Regions from separate parts of the Mus musculus genome. Here region 1 is linked to region 2. The links are chromatin contacts, called in public Micro-C maps. All regions are on one chromosome and are shown on one strand. The core of a region is the stretch at or near the end of the contact, and the rest is flanking DNA. Distances in the headings are between cores, read along the strand shown. Region 1 holds the start of Serpinb1c (serine (or cysteine) peptidase inhibitor, clade B, member 1c). Region 2 has its middle 22 kb from the start of Serpinb1a.

Region 1 (4,287 bases), core at 458-2,957, 69 kb before region 2:
TTAGGGGAGGGGATGGGATGGGAAGAGTTGAGAAGAGCACAGGGACTAAGGGAGACTAGAAGCCAGCATGCAATTTTCAAATGCTAATATGCACTACAGTTAGCCATTTGCTTCTTTAGTATCTGACAAAAAGACAATTTCATATGTGTGTGTGTGTGTGTTAAATGGGAGGAAAAATATATAAATATATATATATATATATATATATATATGCTTTGATCTTATGTAAGCACCAAAAGAAAGTGGTAAAATCGTTTCAGAGTATTGTTGACCCTTACTTTAGGCTTGAGCTGGGGATGGAACCCAAGGCCTCATGGGTGTGGCAGGCATCTACATTCCCAAGGTGGTGCACCTCTTGTCCCAAGTCTTTAACTGCAGTGTTTGGATGCGTATTTTCATCCTTTTGACATCCTGTCATTGAGGGGGTTCCCCAGTCTTGTTGAAATAGCAGTGAAGTTGCCAAATCTATCAAATCATGACAACTAACTACGTCAACTGGAAACTGTATTTCCTTTCTGTTTTCATTTCCTTTGCTTCTTTTTTGTTTGCTTGTTTGTTTTAAGACTGTGGTTCTTTTCCTGTGTGGTGAGTGGTGAGTGTGCACACCTTGCTTGTGTGCACATATGTAGGTGGGAGCACAGATACATGTGCATATTAAAGCCAGGGGTTAGCACTCTGAGTCTCCCACTATCATTCTCCACATTATTTTTTGAGACAAGATCTCTCACAGACCCAGGAGCCCCCTGAGTGAGCAAGACTAGCTGGCCATTGACCTCCTCTTAGGGAATGCTTGTCCCCACCCCCATCCCCACTCCAGCACTAAGATTACAGAGGCCCAGAGATCCAAACTCAGGTCCCCATGGTTGGATGGTAAATGAGGCACCAACTGACCCATCTCCCCACCCTCCTTTCTCCTCTTTTCATTAGTTCCCATGTCTAACAAACACCAACCCATGTGTAGTGACCCTCACTAACAGTAGCATTATTCCGTTATCCTCTGAAGAAAGATTAAAAAACAATTAAAAACTTAAAAAAAAAAAACTCTGTGATTTTAAAGATCCAGGCACTTCAAGGGAGAATAAAGTTGAGTATGTGGAGGTAATGATTGCCTGGGCTAATCAATTCTAATTTTAGTTTGATATTAATCCAAAGTTTTAGTCTAATAGTTGAGAATGGTGACTTGAGGGCCTCTCCAGCCTGCTGTGGTCACAGAGCTAGCCTTGACACCTGAAAAGCAGAGCAGCCAAGGATGTTGCTTAAAACTGGTATTCTGGGTCCTTATCCAAGGGGTCACAAAGGTATTTCTCCTCCCCCACCCCCCACACCACACACACACACACACACACACACACACACACACACACTCCTTTGCATTCTGCAGTGTTTCTGTGAAATTCAAAAGAAAATCTTTTGACCTGGAATAGAGGACATTTATCCTCTTGGCCATTTGCAGCTGAGGAAAAATAAGTTACTGGGTCTCTGCTTAGAGGCGTAGAGAAAAAAGCCTGGAACTGAGGAAAGTAATTGCCCCTTGGGAGTACCTGCAATCTTCTGCTTTTATTTCAAAAGACCTGCAAGCTCAGTTTTAAAGGGTCACCAGAGAAAAGGCCTCTCCACCCAGCTTGGACTTGCCAGGAAGACACACCCCTTCTGCGTACTATAAAGGCAACACCTGGCTCTGAGCACTTCTTCCTAGGTCAGCTGCAAGTGGAGCCAGACCTGCTAAGCAAGAGGTAAGGTCAATGCAGGGAGGTGGCTGGGAAGAGGTAGCCAGACCTCCCCACTGCTTCTTCAGGAACCAGCATGCTCCCGGTACCTCCCCCTCATCCAAGAAGTGACCAGAAAATACTCTGTGGATCCCCAACTACACCCCACTCCAGGCCGCAGGCCAGAGGGAGGAAGGTGATCCTAGCCACCGTTTTTCTTTCCCTCACCTTTCTTTTTGAATCTTAATCTGAGAGACAGTGCCCTGCAACTCCATAGGGTCAATCCTGGCTGCAGGGAGGCTGGGAGGGAAGGAAGCTGGTGAGATCCTAGACCCTCAACAATGAGAAATCCATGTGGCCCTGGTAGCTAAACATCCAGAGACACACGGCTGTGATTGGCCTGTACTTGGACAAACTGGAGCTCTGAGTTTGGGACCCAGCTGAATTAGCAGATGAGCCTCAAGCAGGGCTTGCTTACCCACTGCAGGAATCAGCTTGTTTGCAAACGGGACACAGAGGAGTGTTCCTCTTCCCTGTCACCCACATCTTACTTATTTGAGTGGCATTCTCAAATTCGCATATTTCACTCCAGCTGAGACTTCAGCCTTGACCTCAGGCATGCAAAACTGAATCCCTGGAGAACGAAAAGGATAACATTGTTATCTTTACCAGAATCTAATCTATGTAGAGTAGGTCCACGTGGTTTTCTGGATTCATTGCCTAAATGAACTAGAACTTGACATCCCACAATGGCTGAGCTCCAGACAGAAGGCTGTGTAGTGTGGACACTGTGTCAAGGCCACCTGCATGGTCCCTTTTCAGACACAACCTGTCTCAAAGGCTAGAGACATGAGACACCCTAGGTCCTGGTCTTGTGTCACTGCTGAAATCTGACCCCTGCTTTTGTGCCTGGGGCAATATTCTTGCCCTCTTGGGGAAAAAAATGGGCGGGAACACGGGTAACCAACTGCAGGTCCTAGGGGTGGGCGGCCTTGCTGACATAGTTGGCAATGTTGATCCCCCTTCTGTTGCAGCCTTCACCATGGGGCAGCTGAGTTCAGCCAACAACCTCTTTGCTTTGGAGCTGTTCCACACCCTGAATGAGAGCAACCCCACAGGAAATACCATCTTCTCTCCCGTCAGCATTTCTTCTGCCTTGGCCATGGTCTATCTGGGGGCCAGAGGCAGCACTGCAGCCCAACTCTCTAAGGTTAGCAGAAGCAAAACTGGCATAGCTCTCCCTCCCATCTCCATGCTAAAAGCTGTGCCTCAGAGTTCTTCTGGTGTGTTTTCTAAGCCATGTCAAACTGAGTTCAATAGCTACTCATGGTGCAGTCAGACATTCAGAAAAGACACCCTCCTCCTGAAAAGCCAGGTATTAGTTCATAACCGGCTTTAACTGAGCATAGAGCAGAGTCTCTGCTCAGTTGGGGAAACAGTGAAAAAGACAATGACAATACCTGCAGGCTTTGAGCTTCCATTCCCATTCCCAGGAGTGAATCTGATAGTTTTATCCTGGAAGCCCCATACCTCCCCAGAACTAGCTGTTTCCTGTTTTCCTTTTGCATTTACAATCATTACTCATAAACCATGCCTGTAATAGGGTCACCTTCAGGCATAACAGATATAGGAACATGCTACAGGAGAGAGCTTGGTAGTGGTACCTTCTTGTGGGGACAAGGTAAAGACAGCCATCTGTCTGTGTTCCCAGGGTTAGCCCTGTGCCTCTCTCCAACCTGATTTCACTGGCTGTGGCTCTGCAGGAGAAGGGATTGGAAAATCCCTGTGGCCTGTTGGACAGGACCCACATCCTCTCAGCCCACCTCTGGGAGACAGCAGGTCACCCTCCCCACAACTGCCTAGTCTTCCTTCATGGGTGTGAAGGGGACCTCTGCTCTTGGTGTTTCTTAATTCTGAGAAAGGAACTCTGCCATCATTGGCAGCCTAGACAGGAGTGGGTAAAGTGTTTCCTAACTCTGCACCTGCTGCTAGGTGCTTCTCACAGGTTATATAACACTGGTTCAGCGTTAAGGCTTTTACTGCTGACAGCTTCAGGAAACAGTAGTTTCAAGGCCTTTCCCTCCCCATTTCAGTCCATGTAGCAATCTAGCAAGCATAGCTCAGAGAGTAGCATGGACTGTGAACACTGTGTGGTTTTTGTCCTTTGTGTCTTAGAAGTGAGTAACCAGCCCAGACCTCACACAACCATAAGAGGCCTCTTGACTTTCAACTAACAGATGAGGAATTAAACTCCCACCAGAATAAAGTTAAGGAAGTTATTTTTCAAGGGAATGAGCTGTGGACCTTAATAAGAAGAAATCAGTCCCACCTTTTGGGTCTCAGAGAGGGAATGACTCTTATTTACACTATTTATATCTGAGATTTTTTAAAAAAAATTTTTTTAGGAAACTTGTATGTGACATAGACTAGAAAAATGACCACAACATTTAAATCATTTTTTTTTGGAAAAAGAATTCAGATATAAATATTTAACATGTTAATTATTCAAATTTGTGGAACTATTAAAAAATATTTAGAAGCTGTCAGGGTTCTCTAGAGTCACAGAACTTATGAATAGTCT
Region 2 (4,201 bases), core at 1,186-3,685:
TATCCCTATTCTGTTCCCTCCCACATGAAATAAAGTTCCTTTATATTCTGGGCTTGCCAGGCAGCAGGAGAAAATGATGGCTTCATCAGACTTAATTGTGACATAAAAAGCTGGATGCTTCGCTATTATTTCAGCCCCAACTTCAGTTTGACTTTAAGGCATTACTTGAAATTCCTATCGACTATTAAAGCAACACTCGCAAAATCTTGTGACAGCTATCGCAGTCAGGATGGAAGAAACTGGGATGTGAAATTTCACGGTTTAGCTTCTCGTGTTGGGAGGATCTGATCAGAACTAGACTGCCTACAGGGCAGGGGTGGGGTGGGGTAAGGAGTCCAACCTTTGAACAATATAAAGCAGGAGGGTACGTGGTTCCTTTTTCTAGTGGTCAACATGCTGAAAGAGTCTTAGGTAGAACAGTTGAAATTTGAGGGATGTATTGTGACAGAAGTTAGGTTCATTTAAGCCATGAGGAATTTCGTTTTCCTCTGTGTGTGTGTGTGTGTGTGTGTGTGTGTGTGTGTGTGGTATGTGTGCAGGTACATGTGTGTGGTGGTCCAAAGTGTTCTTAATTACTATACCTTATATATCAAAGCAGACTCTTCTCCCTAAACAAGCAGCATGCCATTTCAGCTGGTCTCACTAGTCAGTTTCCTTCAGGGATCATCTGCAAGGATTACCAGCGGCTGCTATGCCTACCCAGCTTTTACATGGGTTCTTGGGCTCTGAATATCTGTCTTCACAGTTGCCTGGTAAAGAACTTTACCCTCTGAGCTATTTCGTCAGGCCCCCGGAAAGAAAGTTAGATAAGTCATTCCTGGTGGATCTCAGAGCTTCAATGCTCAGAGGTCTGATAATGTCTGGAACTCTGCAGGCAAGCTGCATCAGTTGCCTTCATATTTGACATACTTGTGTTGGAAGAGGAAATGTTTAGACCACTTGTCCCCAGCTAATGGTGCCATTATTACATATGCATATACATACATATTATACAGTCCAATTACAGACTGTGGACCCTTTACAGAGTAGACCCAAGTGGCAGAAGTCATGGTGGGCGAAGTAATGCCTAGCCCCCAGTTCCTGTGGAGCTCTGTTTAGTGTTCTTCTGGGACATGAACAGTCGCCACTACATTTACTTCCTAAGCAGTAAGCTGACCCGACACAACTTCCCTGCCATGATGGTTCTCCCAAAATTTTACTCCCTTACAGTTATTTAGTCATAGCCACATAAAAGTAACCAATGCAAGCCTCTTTAAGATGATAATACTTGTCATGAAAATAATAATCTTTAGTTGCCATTTACTTTGTAGTGATGATATGTCACTTTTATTTTGGTGGGGATGAAGAATATGCGCCCAATATCTGACAGAAGAGGATTTTGAGGGCTCTGGGCTCAGGAGAAAATGACTGGGTGATGCTGACTGGGACAGCCTTGTTGTACTGTGACTTTACTAACCCCGAGTCCACAGATCCTGAACAATTACAGACTTATTTTGGTTTCCCCTTCTTCCTCATCAGCATGCTACTTTCATCGTCCAAGGGGGAAGATTCAAAATACACTGAGACAAAACTGATAAAAATGAAAGAAGGCGTCAAATCTACCAGTATAGTAAGAGACCACAGCACAAGTGTCTGGGGAGACAGGACTCTTGAAACAAACTAGCGTTGTAAGGATGCCTGATTTGGGTGGTTAACTGCAGGACAGTTCTTCAGGGGACCTTGGACCAATCTAGTCCCTTAGCTACTTCTCAAAAACAAAAATTCTCAAAGTTAGGAATACAACAGCTTGAGAAGAGGACCCTCTTCTAGAAACCAGATGGCTCTCTGTGCTCTTAGTGCAGCTTGTCAATTATCCCTGGGAAAATAAAGTCCAGGATAGCATGCTTTCTGGGCTACATCAGTGGTGGTGCATGGTAGGAAATCCATCTACTCTGTTAAGCATTCCTGAGCCTGAAGGCTCAGTTCCCAGGGCACCCTGCACTTCCAATCTCTTGCTGCCTGCCTGAAACTCACTGCCTGTGAATATGTTGTATTTTACCAGATGCAGGTAAGTCGATATCAGTGCACAGTAAGATGGCTCTACAAAACCTTTTTAGACCTGTTTCCAGCAAAGATGTTAAGACAACTGACTGAATGTCATGGAAGTTTGATTAAGTACATAGTGCAGACGAGTCAACTTTGTTACTCACATGTTATGAAAAGTGTCCTGTCTTGTTACAGTGTCTGTATCTACAATTCACTTTTTAAAACTGTGCTATTTCTGTGCTTGTAGACACAGTATAAAGCACTTAATTCAGTGAAGCCTGGGTGTTCTTAAGCCTGCCTGCTTTAATGGAAAAAGTCATGATCGAATGCATCATCTGATAAACTGTAATTCCGGTCTTTTTATCACCACCATGGTCAAGTTGCTGTCACACTGCAGGAATTAGATTAAGTGACTCAGATGTTCCTTTCCTGTCCTACGATGATATGTCCTATGGCTGAATCAGAGATTATCACCCAGCTCCACGTATTCATGTTTTAAAACACAAGGAAAACAGTCCCCAGAAGGAAATCACAGAATCAATGTTTAACACATGTGGCTTTGCAGGTGTCAGAACAGCTGTCAGAGCAGGTCCTAGCACAGCAAAGCAATGCCAGCCATTTCTATAATTCTCAGGACCAGAAAAAAACACTTTTACTATAACCAGGAAGGAGAGTGCACAGGGGATTTTGAGTTCTGTGAAAAACACTTTCCCTGTATCCTGGTATTTTGCCACTGCCAGTTGGTACCTGTCACATATGTTGGTGCTGCCATAGATTGTAATGGAGAGCCCACGTTCCTATGGCCTAGCTCCATTATGCACCGTGCCTCACTTGTGTTTGTGGTACAGCTACAGCCAAGAAACATGTTGCACTGCCTGGGGTGCAAAATACACTACTTGCTTAGTGATTGGACATGTTTGTTTTGAGGCAGGATCTTACAAATTGAAAAAGTCTGTCCCCAAGTAACAGCATAGAGTATAGTATGATACCGGCATTGTGGTAGGTTTTTAAAGTCATTATCGGAAATAGACAGAGACAATGGCACACACTGGTTAATCCCAGCACTCAAAAGGCTGAGATGAGGCGCTCAGCGCTGCAAGATGAGACCCTGTACATCTCAGTTCTCAGTGATGAGGTTCCATTGCAATTAAGTTCCTACAGATGAGGAAGGGGAAAAGCAAAGATGACAACCTTGACCACGAATCAGCCCAGCCAGGGTTTGAATTCCAGCAGACTCACTCTGGGTCCATGTTCCTCAGTGTGCATGGATGGCTGGGCTATTGATAGAACCCTGGCGATGGGGGCAGAGGGCAAAGGTTGGCAGGCGGAGTGTGCAAAGGGATTCATTTCTCTCATAAAGTACAGTTCCTAGGCTGTCCATTCTTTCACTGCCTGTGTGGATGGCACAGATGGAGAGGTGCAGGACATGAACTGTGCGCCCCCTGGTGGTTCAGATTGTAGCTGCTAAACAGGTGGCATAAGTTTCCAATTTTCATATGCACACATACGTTTAAAAAAATGTCCAGTGTTGGGGGCTGGTCTGGTGCTGCTATGTATTCAAATGCTAAATACTGGCCCCCAAGACCTGGCTGCTCTTGACAAACATATCCTCATGTACACCAAGTGAGTCTATGTAAACTTGGCTCCCCAATTTAAAGCTATTGGCTAAATAAAAGTGGCTACAGCCAATCACTGGGGAGAACAGAGGTAGGTGGAGTTTCAGTTACTGGGCTGGGGGATTGCAAATAGGGACCACAAGGGACAGAGAAAAGTAGAGTCAAGGAGGGAGATGGAGAGAGCAGGAGATGTGATGGGCCAGGAGAACATGCCCATCCCACCCCCAAAATAGACTGCTGGAGAAGTAACTTGGGTAAGACTCAAACAGCAAGCACCACTGGCAAGAGCAGCTAGGAAGTAGCCAGTTTGGCTTTAGAAAAATATATTAGCAATTGTGCAAGAGCTGATTAAGTAAATCCATACAACTCTGCCTGGGTTACTAGGGGGCTGTCCAGGTTGTATCAATAACTAACAGAGTATATTAAACTCTATTTACCGTATTGTAACCAAGAGGACATATATTGAACCATTCACAGTAGTTACCACTGAGGAAAAATGGTTTATTTCCACTACTTTTTGCATAATTTTTGTAGTGTTCAAACACTGCTTTTGCAACCAG

The links. A called contact is a pair of places that touch in the nucleus more often than the background predicts.
Region 1: a Micro-C map of granulosa cells shows a contact between it and region 2, with 4 times the contacts expected there. The contact joins the promoter of Serpinb1c here to the enhancer-like site in region 2. A contact is called at or near these places in 1 of 39 promoter capture datasets (macrophages), 2 of 15 datasets of contacts at CTCF or cohesin (CD8 T cells and large pre-B cells), 6 of 484 Hi-C or Micro-C datasets (embryonic stem cells, granulosa cells, large pre-B cells and 3 more), 1 of 115 datasets of contacts at active chromatin or transcription factors (large pre-B cells) and 2 of 9 other capture datasets (adipose tissue and liver).

What each region holds. Positions count from the first base shown.
Region 1 is chr13:32,895,560-32,899,846 of GRCm38.p6, reverse strand. Serpinb1c (serine (or cysteine) peptidase inhibitor, clade B, member 1c) reads left to right here and starts at 1,707. Exons shown (of 7, transcript NM_173051.2): 1 at 1,707-1,733; 2 at 2,741-2,916. The coding sequence starts at 2,749.
Region 2 is chr13:32,827,380-32,831,580 of GRCm38.p6, reverse strand. No RefSeq gene overlaps it. Among named protein-coding and RNA genes, the nearest start is that of Serpinb1a, 22 kb to the left of the region's middle. Within about 2 kb of position 2,435, at least 22 of the 459 cell types and tissues checked have an H3K27ac peak or open chromatin away from gene starts, as enhancers often do. A contact at or near this core is called in granulosa cells and liver, where this site is marked.